2 separate regions of the Mus musculus genome follow, and region 1 is linked to region 2. The links are chromatin contacts, called in public promoter capture Hi-C maps. All regions are on one chromosome and are shown on one strand. The core of a region is the stretch at or near the end of the contact, and the rest is flanking DNA. Distances in the headings are between cores, read along the strand shown.

What was found. Capture Hi-C pulls out chosen DNA fragments and counts their contacts.
Region 1: a promoter capture Hi-C map of adipose tissue shows a contact between it and region 2, with 5 times the contacts expected there. The contact joins two enhancer-like sites. A contact is called at or near these places in 3 of 15 datasets of contacts at CTCF or cohesin (CD8 T cells, the NIH/3T3 cell line and pro-B cells), 6 of 484 Hi-C or Micro-C datasets (the C2C12 cell line, Sertoli cells, bone marrow-derived macrophages and 2 more), 3 of 115 datasets of contacts at active chromatin or transcription factors (CD8 T cells, bone marrow-derived macrophages and fibro-adipogenic progenitors) and 1 of 9 other capture datasets (adipose tissue).

The regions. Positions count from the first base shown.
Region 1 is chr4:95,635,169-95,641,739 of GRCm38.p6, forward strand. The region is part of intron 5 of Fggy (FGGY carbohydrate kinase domain containing); the gene reads left to right. Among named protein-coding and RNA genes, the nearest start is that of Fggy, 81 kb to the left of the region's middle. Within about 2 kb of position 1,868, at least 125 of the 459 cell types and tissues checked have an H3K27ac peak or open chromatin away from gene starts, as enhancers often do. A contact at or near this core is called in adipose tissue, where this site is marked.
Region 2 is chr4:95,004,710-95,011,255 of GRCm38.p6, forward strand. The region is part of intron 2 of Gm12694 (a long non-coding RNA gene); the gene reads left to right. Among named protein-coding and RNA genes, the nearest start is that of Gm12694, 29 kb to the left of the region's middle. Within about 2 kb of position 3,387, at least 5 of the 459 cell types and tissues checked have an H3K27ac peak or open chromatin away from gene starts, as enhancers often do. A contact at or near this core is called in adipose tissue, where this site is marked.

The sequences.
Region 1 (6,571 bases), core at 618-3,117, 630 kb after region 2:
GGATTAGGAGGAGAGGTAGGGCTGTGATTGAGATGTAAAGTGAATAAATAAATAAATTAATGGGAAAAAAGAGGCTTAAAGAATAAGAAACCAGACTGTATTGTGCCAGCCAGCGGTAGGAGTGGCTGTGAGGGTTAGAATGCCTTTTCATCCATGCCTAAGAAAGCCCCAGTTCTTTGGAACTTCAGTTCTACTGCTGTCCTGTGTAGACACTAGCACCTATCTCTGTGGGTACATGGAGGCAGGGAGGTTAGAGGGCTTCTTTCAGTGTTTGGAAGTTGAGCAAATCTAAGTGCAAAAGTTTGCCTTCAGATGTAGTTGCCATGTGACTTCAGTGCCAGTGAGGTGCACCCATTGTTGAGATCCACTAGTCTATAATGCTCAGGTTCTAGAAGGTTCTTTGCCAGGTTCTCTGCTCTATACATCTAGACATAAATCCTGTGGATAGAGCATGGCAGAAATTCTAACTGAGAAGCCATATGGCTTTTCCTCTACTTAACCTTTTGTCTTTTTTCTGAAGCCTCAGATCATCTCTTAAATGTATTTCCATTTGTTATTTTAATTTGGCAAAGTGAAATAGTCTCAGAATTTGGTTCCTCGCTTGCAAATGGATATGATGGTATACTCTCTGTTGACAGTCTTGGAACTATGAACATGATACTGAAATCAGAAGTATTTTACCCTGAGGTTGAAACCAAGGGACAAGGTTGCATGGTCAGTATGACCTTTGGGCTGTAACTTGATTAGGGGTACCTTTTCTTGAAACCAGGTCTCCATAGAATGGATTTCTTTGTAAACTCTTCAGTTAGTTTGTATCCAGGGTGGACCCCTCTGCCAGTGGACTGTTTCTTGGATGATAATTGGATCTTCTGATTATTTTGTCTTTATTATTTTATTCTGGTTGCTTTCAGATTCATCCTGTCTCATTATAGGTGTTAGCATCTTGTACTGGAATCTATGATATAGCAAGGCTCCAACAGTGTGGTTGTGTTCAAGATGGGTTACAGGATGCAGAAGGGAGGTGGAGGGGAGCTTGAAGGACTTGCCCCATACCATGGGTCCTGACCCTTGTGCAGATGTAATAATCTAGTGAAAGGACTTCCACCATTCACCCCTTTGGATTTTTTTCTTAGGCTCTTTCCCTTAGAAATGGGTAGTTAAGGTTTAATTGTAGAATTAGACCTCTGGAACTCAACTTTACATGGAAATTCTGACCCTTCCTTCTCTTCTTTCTCTTCCCCTTCTGTATAGTTTCTTTTTAAAAATTTATATACCTCCTTTTTGCTGTGTTTCTTTTCCTTCTCTCTCAAGGGCCTTTGAAAAAATATTTAAATGTTATTAAGAAACTGCTATCAGGGATTCCTTTGTTCTAAAGTCATTTAGAAGATGGCTTTCATTTTTGTTAATGAATAAAAAAATGTCAACCTGTATGTTAGAATGTGCCAAGCAGTGCATCCATTAGTGAAAACTCTCAGCTTTGAATATTGCCTGGCTCTTACTCCTTTCAGAAGTCAGGCCTTCTCCCCGGGTTCTGTAAAGGTCTTTAGCTCATCCATCCTCCTAGATTTCTTTCTGGTTCTTATCTAGAGTGTAGCCTGCTGTTTAAAACGTAATATCTTCCCAATGCCACTTTACCTGTTTGTACCCTTACCTCATCCCTAACCCCCATCCTTGCTTCTTAGGAAACCTCAGTTTTCTATAAGCTGAGCTGGAGATAGTTTCAAAGAGGTGCTTGGACTTTAATTAGTATGGAAACCCCTTCTGCTTGAGGGTTTGCCCTGCAGTCTCTCTGGAAGTCAGGTTGATTCCAGTAGGGAGGGGAGGGAGGCTCTGAACTAGATGTGCTCCTGGCGGCCAGCCCTGGAGACTCGGAGCTCTGAGCCAACCATGAAGTCATTTTTGAATTTAAGGCGTCTTTTTAATCCAAGGCAGTGTCTCTTAATTTGACAAAGGAAAAGCTGCAGGATAAGCAACTCTCACTGAGAGCTCTGTGGCTGGGTGCTTGTAAGTCTACATTGTGCTGAGGAGACGTGGCCATGTGGGAGAATAGGTTTCTTTCCTTCTCTTTTTCCCTTCTCCCTTCTCCTTTCTTTTTCTCTTATTGGGCCAATTTAGCCCTGCAGTCTGGCCTCTGCAGTGGCTTGATGTGAAATTTGAGAAACATATGTAGTTTTCTATTTCAGGAAAATGATCTCAGGGATTGAATGTGGTTTTTTTTTTTTTTTTTTTTTTTTTTTTTTTTTTTTTGGCTGTTAAGCTCTGATCTTGCCCAGTGTGGGTTTTTTGATGATGGGAAAGAGGCTTCGAAGTGCTTCTTTATCAGAATTTCATGCAATAAAACTTTAGGGTTGGTTTCTTTACTTTGGCCCCTATCCCCACCCAGGCTCAAAACACAGTGTCATGTGTTCTGTTGAAGTGCAATGAAACACACATTGTTCCCATTACAATGGCTTCATTGCCTGGGTGCACACACATGAAGAGAAATGGCCACTGTGTCCCGTGTCTGTCCTTCACAAAAGCTATTTTAACTGTAATTCAGTGGAGGGCTAGGGGCTAGGGGCGGGGGGGGGGGGTGGGGTCTGTGTACTGTTTTACAGAAAGGAAAAGAGATCCCTTAGGGGAAAGCTTGCCTTTGTGTTGTTTTGGAAAAGAGATGGACTTCTGATATTTCAGTTCGAACCGTCTTCTGTGAGCTAGACCTCTCTCCTCTGACTGTCTGCAGCAGAACAAGGCATAGCCCCAGCTTCTGAGGAGCATCCCAGCCAGTGATGAGCAAAAGGCCACATGAGTAGGGTTCTATTCATTAATGGGAGTTGCTTTTTAAAGATAGTGGTGTGCTTTTCTGTCTGGGTATCTAGGGAATGTCTGGTGAAGTAGCAGGTAATAATGTACAGTGATAGGAGTCATTCCAGGACATACTAGAGATATAGAGTGAAACCTGTCTACACTAGACTGGATGGGCTGAGGGGCAGGACAGAAGAGAAAGCCAGTGAAGGGCTCGTCCTGTGGGAAAGGAACTACATTCTGGGATATTGTGCATTTGTCCTATGTGGTCCTGATAGTGTGCCAAGGAACATGTTCTGGCTCACACAGCTGCTACGGAACAGAGGCTGGGGCCCACCTAGGAATGCATGCATGGCTTCACAGCCATGCCTCTTACTGTGTCCCATCTTTTTTACAGAGAAGAAAATGTGGGATTTCTCGTTCCTTTTACACTGCACTCCTATTTACTTTCTTTGATGTCTTGTAGTGAATTGTCTCAAAGCCTCACCCTTTGTTGAAATTCTTTGCAAAGGTTTAAAGGATTGTCCAGCAGTGGTAGAGGTGGCCTTCAGTGAAACAAATGCAGAGCTTAAACATCAGGGTACTTCCCAAGGAGCTGAAGGGGTCGGCAACCTATAGGAGGAACAACAACATGAACTAACCAGTACCCCCAGAGCTCCTGTCTCTAGCTGCATATGTAGCAGAGGATGGCCTAGTCGGCCATCAATAGGAGGAGAGGCCCTTGGTCTTGTGAAAATTATATGCCCCAGTACAGGGGAATGCCAGGGCGAGGAAGTGGGAGTGGGTGGGTTGGGGAGCAGGTGGTGGTGGGGTATAGGGGACTTTCAGAGAGGAAACTAGGAAAGGGAATAGCATTTAAAATGTAAATAAAGAAAATATCTAATAAAAAAAAAAGAAAAAAATCAGGGTATTTCACTGTGTAGACTCATGTGGTACAGTCAGTTGTTGGTAGGGAAGGTTTGATGAGAATCACATTGTAGTCAGAGCATCTCTGTAGAAGCATTTCTGATCTCTAACAAAAGGGACCTATGGTCTCAAAATTGGTGTGGTTTTGTTTGTTTATTATAAACAATGATTCATTCTTATACTTGACTTTCTGTTCATAATCCACTATTCCCTTTCCTAATGAGTTTCCACATATAATATTCTAGTCCTAAGAATCCCGAAATTTCCTTTAGAAAGTAGTGTGAAGACATCATCTGTGGAAAGGAGAAAGTGGGCTCCAGGATAAGCAGAGTCTGGATTCTGGAGTGGAAAGCCACCAACCGTTTTGACTTCCCATCATGCCCCTGTGTACTTTCTTCTCTCCTTTGTTCATCATTGCTTGGTTTGGGGCTTGGCAGAGATTATGTGTAGAAAGCTCTTCCTACAACAGGTTTAAGGCATGCTAGCTACCTACATGGCTTGTTACCATTAACCTTCAAGAGGGTGTCATCACTGCCAGGACATCACGAGATCTACATTTGAGAGCCAGTGAGATGGTTCAGCAGGTTAAGGTATGTGCTGTCAAGTTTGATCGTGTGAACCTATGCTATGATGTAAGGAGAGAACCAACACCTTCCTCCAATTTGTCATCTGACCTCCACATGTGTGCCTGAGCGATGGTGACCCACACCTCCAATAAGCAAGCAAGCAGCAAACAAACAAATAAATGTAATAAAGAATAAAACCAACTTTATGCATTTATCTCCTTGCCATCTCTGTTAGCTTTTTGCTGCTATAACAAACACCTGGGTTAATTAGTTTATAGAGAGAAAAGGTTTAATTTGGCTCACACGAACAGTTGGACCAGTTCATTTGGAGTGTAGCAGAGCAGCACATTAGGAGTGTCGGGACAAAATTGTTCACATCACAGCTGGTTTGTGAAAGAGAGAAACAAGCTAAAAACTTGCAATTAGAACCCACCTTAAAAGAGTTTCTATCGCTGCTCATGAGTGCCAAATTCGGAATCAAACCTTTAAGCACATGGGCTTTTAGGAAACATTTAAGTTCCAAACTACAGTACCATTTTTGATCATTATGCACATAGCTTCAAATAGACTTTTAATTTAAAAAATTGATTTTTTTTCATAGCACCCAAATTGAGCTGTTTTTAACTCTCCACATGCATTTGAAACATTTCAGACATAGCAGGCACCCCCCAGGTTTGAGCAAACCAGCCTTTGTATGTTTTGTCTTTATGCACACCATTCTCCCTGATGTGAAGGTCAGTAGCTCCATTTTCCTACATGTCATCTGTTAATCACCTTTTAAGATTCACCTTAAAAGTCTGATTGTTTCTGAAGCCCTTTAAACTGCATTGGATCTTGGGGACCTGTCTTGTATTTGGATCTTGAATGCCCTCCTTCCCCACCAGGCCCATGCACTAAAGGCTTGAACCCTCATGTCTGACCCCTTTGAGAGATGATAGAACCTTTAAAGGGTTAACGCTGGTGGGAGGGAGGTGTTCAGGCCATCAGACTTCATCCTTAAAGGCAATGCTGACTGAGACTTTTGCCAATGTAGTTTTCCATTGTGCCCTCAAGGTGAGAAAGCTTGCTCTGCCATGCACTCCCACTGGGATGTCCTGCCTTGCAGCAGGCCCAAAGCAGTAGAGCAGGCTGATCAGATTGACATCTAAATCTGTGAGCCATGATAAATCTTTTCTCTATACCCTGTATCGTTTATCCCATGCGTCCGTCTCTTTATCTGAAGAGCTGACTGAGCCTCCCCTCCATTGTTCCTGTAGTTCTAGCCTTCTCACACGGCACTGTGGCACTGTGATCAGTCCTTGACATTTTTGCTCTGAAAGCTCAGAAACTCACTGGATTATTTATTATGTGCATGACACCTGTTAGATAACCTGGACCTGAGAGGAGAACCAGAGGAGGACCAGGGGTACAGACATATGTATGAAGTGTTTATGAAAATAGGAAAGCATCTTATATAACATATTCATGGAAAAATGGGACAGTCAGCAGAAAACTGTTGCACAATGGGAGGAAGTCAGCATGATAATCAATGTGGCACAAAAGGAACGCAGGATATCTCAAATGTGCACAGTGGCCTTGGGACTGATAACCATTGCCCTTTAGCAGGGGAAGAGTTGGATCCTCAGGGTTCAAAGTCACAATACCACCAAGGCCCTGGCCCCAGGCCATTAGAGACCTTGTCAAGCATGACCCTGGTTTTACACAAGATGCTCCTTTCTTCCTCCATTCATTTGTGCCTACAAAAAGCCTTGCTTGGCCAGGCTCCCAACAGTTAGAAGCTAAGAAATTTGGGAGGATAGCTTGGAAAGACTTGTTCTTTTTATATTTTTGTACTTAAAAGACATACTTTGCTCCAGAAAAGATATATGGTATATAGGTTACATACAATTACGTTTTTGCCATTGGTGTATTTTTCAATTTAAGAAATGCTTTGAAAGCCTGCCTAGTCTCCCAGTTAAGGTGACTATGGCATCTCCATTTCCCTGCTTTCAGTCATCGGATCAAGCAGAGAGTGTTTGGAAATAACTCCTTATGGGTATCATCCTTGCTAGTCTATAACATGGAGAGTGCAGGGATTACAAAGTTCTGTCCACAGTTGCTGCCATATTATTATGTGCCAAGCACACACCACACCTAAGGCTGTAAATATTAGAGTTAAACATTTCTTTTGCTTACCATGTGCTTGTAGTTAAGCTGGAGTTGTTTTTTGTTGTTGTTGTTGCTTTTTTTTTTTTACAAGACATACAATTAAAGGAAAATTAGGAACTTTCAAAGTAATAAAAATTATTGTAAGCTAAAGTTAATTTCTTATTAGA
Region 2 (6,546 bases), core at 2,137-4,636:
ACTTATTTACTTTGACCTTCATATCACCCAATGGCATGACTCTGATGCCTGAAGGAGGTCCCTTTCTGTGCTATCTGGTTGATACATTCCTCTCTGCTCCACCCAGGGACAATCTGTTGACCTTCAAATACTCCTCCATATTTCAATTCTGCCCTTCCCCTTCCACTCAGTTTCTTCTGTCTCTTCAATATGGACCATTTGTCTTGTTTAATTCCTTATTTCCCTAAACCAATACCCTATGTAGCCATATAGGCATATGCATATACAGGTTGTTTCACTTTTCTGTTAGTGTGCTTGCCTTCTGTATACAAATCTCTCTCTCTCTCTCTCTCTCTCTCTCTCTCTCTCTCTCTCTCTCTCTCTCTCTCTCTTTCTTGTTAGGTTGGTTGTATACTTTCAGAGCTCAACTTGATGCCCAGCATAGAGTTTTGCTCCAAATCTAGTAGAATATGGGAGTGGAATTAGAATGGGCCCTAGACTCTGGGTTCTTTCTTTGCTATAACCTACAAGAACAAAGAACATTCATCCAGAAAAAAAAAAAGAAAAAAAAAGAAAAACAGAAAAAAAGAATGACTTTACAGGGTAGCGTGTAGACGGGTTGTACACACACGCATGAGTAACTGTGTTATCTTCAGTAATGATTTTAGCTCTGACACTAGACCACCTCCATTATACCAGTCAGCCAGCAGTGTGATGACCAATTTTCCAAATGATTAACCAAATGTTTGCTTTGCTCAATCTAACAGAGCAATTAGAGAGAATGGTGGTGAGACCAGGACGAGAAGTCTTAGAGAGCAGAGAAGGGAGCAGTCCTAAGCAAAGAACAATGGAGCTTGCTTTTAAGATCGTCTTTTAAGAAAGATGAGTGGAGTTCATGAGTATTCCAGAGAGTGAATGGCTCAGGCCACGTCATGAGACTTGGGATTGTGCAATAAAGATCAAGAGGACATGAGCATGTTGGGGGTAGGGGATAGGTAGAAAATTAAAGGTCACAACCAACATCTTTGTGCACAACATTTGTTTACATTTGAAATATTTATAGAAAGTTTTAGATTTGAGCATTGTTTATACTACCAAAATATTGGAAATGTCCAAGATATGAGAAAAGATAAAGTATGATGCATTTATTCAGTATAATATAATAGCTATATGATTAAATATGGTTGTAATAAAGATCTTGATATAACTATGTCTTTTGAGTAATCATAAATGAAATAGCAGGGTTTGGCTTGATCATATGTATTTAAAAATAAAATAAATTATAATCAGAGGAATCAAATGTAGGAAATAATGTCAGTGATGGTCATTTGGGTGATGCCCTTCTACGCTGTTATAGCTTATTTTGTGCTTTTCAGTTATCTACAATGGAAATGAAAGTCTCACGATGGACCTTTGAAAGATCCAGCAAGGCCTGGTAGTGCAGGACTGTAGTTCCAGCTCCTGAGTGAATCAGAAGGATCAGAAGTTCAATGCCTATCAGGGCTTCATGTGCATTCAAGCTGTTTGGTTTACAGGGTGAGTGTAAGGTCAGTCTGGACAAGTTGGCAACACCCTGTTCAAATTTTTTTTTAAGTAAAGAACAAAAATTCTGGGGGGATGCATGTCAGTGGCAGGATGCTCGCCCATCACGTATGAGGCCCCTGGCTCAACCCCTAGCACCACACGTGATAGGAAAGAAAATGCTCGTGTCCTGCCCCCAAGATTTCTGATGTCAGTCCTTTACAGTTTATGGTTAAAAGACGAAGTTTGTAGGAACCTTGTGTGACCAGAAGAGAAAAGGCCACAAAGGCCGGGCGTGGTGGCACACGCCTTTAATCCCAGCACTTGGGAGGCAGAGGCAGGCGGATTTCTGAGTTCAAGGCCAGTCTGGTCTACAGAGTGAGTTCCAGGACAGCCAGGGCTACACAGAGAAACCCTGTCTCAAAAAAAGAAAAGAAGAAAAAAAAAAAAAAAGAAAGAAAGAAAAGAAAATTAAAAAAAAAAAAGGAAAAAAAAGGCCACAATATCACTGAGAGACAAAGAAAAGATCAAGAAAGAAAACAAAAGACCAATGGCTGTAATTTTGTCTGTCCTTATCTAAAACTGAGAGGCGATATCAATTGTTAGTCTTTCTAGTGAACTCTGGGCCCAAAGGGTAGAAAGAGGGTTAAGTCCCACCACAACCCAACACCACTTTCAGTCTCACTGAAAGCTTCCCACTGACTTTTAGTCTCTAAGCAGACAGTGCTAGCGCAGTGTCACACACGGTTCAGCCAACCCCTTCCAGTCCATTTGAGTTCTGTCCTTCTGTATGAACCTGCTGAGAACAGATAATTCTCCATGAGACACTTCTGCTATTCTCTGACCCTCTCTATATGAGGTTTAATGAGACCACATGTAATGTCTGCATCGCTGTCTCCTCCACACCGGACACAAGCCCCCACACACGTAAACACTGGAATCCTGACACAGGGCTGCACATAAGCAAACACTGTAAACATCAATGAACACACAAGGGAAGGACTGAATGCATGTTCCTTGAGTTTTCCCCTCCTGGTAATGGGTCCCAGTTCTGTCTTAGTAAATCCTTCCTGACGTGGTTTCTGAACTTTCATTTACCATCCTACACCTCATATTAAAATGCCGAGCTCACGAATCTGCACAATAGTTCTCACCCAATCCATGGGATCTTCAGCTTCTCCAGAATGATCTATTTCAGAGGGAGATGATCTTCCCCAGGGAAGAGCACACCAACTGACTCTCCTGTACCAGATTGTCAGCCCTGAAATCATACATGCAAGTAACATTATATGGCCTGAACAGGCTACATTTAGGTATATATGTCTACATATATATGCATGTGATAACAATTAGTGAGAGGAAAGGAGGCCATGGGTTTGAAGGAGAGCAGAGGGGTCACAGCAGAGTTTGAAGGGAGGAAAAGGAAGGGAGAGATGTAATTATCTTATGACCTCAAAAATAAAGAAGGATGACCCATTGTTTTGTGATGTGACTCAAGATTTTCATGACCACTGTGAAAGTCACTGGTGTTCAAGATGCATGTAATTTGCAGGGTTAGGGCTTGGAGTGCATGGGAGCAACCCAGCGGCACCATTTCTAGTTACACGACTGAAGACCTTACACAACACTGTGCAAAAGACAGCACAGTCAGCCAGAAGTCCTTTAACGGCCAAGGACTCTGTCACTCAGAGTCCCTATTCTGCATGCTCCTTATTCGTCAAATGGAGATAATTAATAGTCCATGCCTTGGAGAGTCGTTGGGGACTCATCAAAGCATGCATGGGAACAATCACTGAGACCTTCAGTAAATTACTCAAGTCTCTGATTCTCAGAACACTGCCCGAGTCCTAGCTTTCTCTCCATGCCTGCCCATTCCAGATTGCTGTCAGTCAATCTAGCAAATGCTTTCGTTCTTTCGCTAATCCTCAACTTCTTTTTTTAGATTAAGAGTAATTACTCCCAAATGTATACATGAAAGCCTGACTCTTGCCTAACATACATCAAACCATCTGTACATATGTGTCTAGGTTTTATTTATTATTCTTCATTAAATCTATTTCAAGTGAAAACAGTCAGTTTGCCTAAGCATTAAATTATCTCAGCACAGCGGCGTTGCTCTGCTGCCATTTTCCACCAGAGGTCACTGTTTCTCTAGGAAGGGGTCAGCCTAGCGTTTAAAACCAGACAGATCTTTTGGGAAGGTGATGTTTCTCCCGCGATCACAGAATTAAGTGCATACCAAAGTACTAGGAGTATAAGGATGGTGCCATTTCGATTTTACTTCCTGGATAAAAGTTCCAGCTATTGCCGAAATGCTAAAGGCCTGTGTCCTGCAAGGGCCTTTTAGACAGTTTAGTACAGGGGTCTCACAAATGAGACCAAGCTCAATCTGGTTTCGTACGCTTTTGTTGTTATTTATTTTGTCACACACATGTTGATTACTATTGTTATTACTGGGCAGATAGATTAACCACAAGATCACACATTAAAAAAATATAGATTTAATAACAATCCTTAAAAAAATAACCCCAAAATCCTCACAATGCCAAGTCCACCAGCCCTTATGGCAACAGCTTCTAGAACTCATTTAATTCACACCATTATTCAACAAGGCACATGCTGGTCTGCTCACTAGTTCCCATTTAGCCCCCTGTATCTACCTGAACCTCAGAACTGGAGTATGTGACCCAAATGTTCTGCTACACACCCTTCGTGATGACACTGGAGTCGAGAAGTAAGGAGTTGCTTACTCAAGGTCACACCATGAATGAGGTGCTGTGTTCAGCTCCCGGGCCTCCCAGTACGGATGGCTGTGGTCAGTTCCCACTCCAGCAGATTCTCAGACACAGGCTGGTCCTGACCCCCAGATATGCCTTAGTTAGTACCTCCAGTCCTTTCTTCCTCTTTTCCAGCAGGCTAGGGTTCCAAGGAGGATGAAAGAGGCCAGGAAGGCAGACTCAGTAACATCTGAGGCTTTGGGGGTACAAAGAGAAGGGGTCCTGGAGAAAAGGGAGAAAAGCAATCCGCCACAGGACCCTATTCTTGGTGGCTACTGTTCTCTAAATTCTAGTTTGACTTCTTAGCCTCCCAATTTCTTTCGTTGATCATAAAGAATATCAGGGTTTTGATTTGCTCATCTGTAAAATGGGAGCATGATTGCATTGTAGGAGTGGTATAAAAATGGTGTTCTGTGAGTATATCATTAATGACCCATTCATTCCATCATTAACTGCCTGATCAGGTGTCAGGTGCTGGGTCACATGAGTAACTAAAACCTGGCTATCCTCAAGAAGTAGCAGTCACTTGGGAGGAAACAGAAGAGGCAGGTACCATGTCTCCCTGACAGCGCTGTGCTTTCAGCATTGAATCTCCACTTGTCAACTGTTGTCTTCCTAAACCAGCGATTCTGCTCTTGGTGCTGCATTAAAACATCTGGAGAATTCAAAACAAAACAAACAAACATTTTTAATATTCACAGTTTCCTAATTTCTGGGAACTAGAATTTTAGGAAGTTAATGTAGTCAGTCCTGTTGAAAATGACTTCAAAGCGCCACACAGGCTAGAACCCTTGTCCTTAACCCTGCTCTCACTTGCCCCTCATTCTCCAACTGTGACCCACTTTTCCTATGCTAGCCACACTTCCTGTGATGGCCATACTCCTACCCTTGACTCTGGCATATTAATTAAACCCTTCTCAGCCTTGGTTTGTTTATAGAAAACTATGGGTCTAGGGGACACAGCTATCACCTATGCAGTATTCATTACATTTTTTTGTCCTTTTTCCTTTTTACCCCAGTTTCCCTTTTCCTTTTTCTTCCTTTATTCAATTGCTTGATCTTTTACCATTGGTAAGCTTAGGGATGAGACTCTGGCCCAACTCTGTTAAATAAGATGTAGGAGGAGCCTTTGAAGAAAATGTTTTGTTCCTAAGAACCCCTAAGAACTTCATCATGAGAACAGTTATTACCCCACTGTAACCAGCTGAGGGTGAGGGTACCACAGGGCCCAACACTGGAAGGTGAGTGCTAGCTCACTGGTGTGTTTAGGTTAAAGTTAGATTAAAGATGGGTAGAAGAGAACTAGGCTCTATTGAGTGCCTGTCATGTCCCAGTCTGTTGCCCTGCTAAGGTAGAAGTCTACCATTGCCACTCTGTGCAAAATGGCAGACTCCCTTTGTCACCAGGGCTTCTCCTTCTCTGACGTTATTAGGGAAGTTAAACACCCCCACCCCATCCTACACTGCCCGCTGCCCCCACACACCTCTATCTGCCTGCAGAACATTACAGGTTCAGTTTCCTTCTCTGGGTAAGAAGCTGAAGAGCAAGCACCTGAGATTCTTGAAGTGCCTTCCCCAGTGCCAGTGAGGCAGCTCAGTGCCTTAGCCTTCAGCCAATGACCTTTACCCACCCTGGATACTCCTATGCTCTTAACCCCAAACTATATAACCCTCGAATCACTCCACGTAAAGTTCATCTGTCTTCCTGAAGCTGGTCCTAGTGTGTCGTTATTACTGTTTGCACGCACAGGGCCTGTTAGTCAACTCTCCTTCCTTTCCTCTCATGGGCTGTGGCCAACAACCCTAGCGAGAAGGGAGACCTACGCCAGTAATTATATTACATCCAGTAGAGTCTATATTAGTCTGTGTGAGTGAAAACTGCTCTGGAATTCTGAAGCATTGACCTATAGAATTAGACTCTTTTGATTTTAACTTTAGCTTCAGTCCTTAAGCAAATACTCTTGGGTCACACTCTCATTCAAACTACCATAGCATCCTAGTCTGGAACTCCCTTGACATAGCCTTTTCCATTTTTCTATAGTAGGGTAGTTCTGACTGCTAGGAAGTTCTGTCTGTAAATGAGATCTCCTTGTCTTGAACCTCTACTTGCTGATCTTAACCACAGTTACCAGAAATAAAGCACATTTCTTTTTCTTTTGAACATGGACACAAGCCCTTTGGGAGCACAGCCATGAAAGTCAGTTCACCAAGTCTCCTTCTCCTTAAGCTATTCCTACCTCAATTTCTCAGCCAATCTGGTTTCTAGTCAT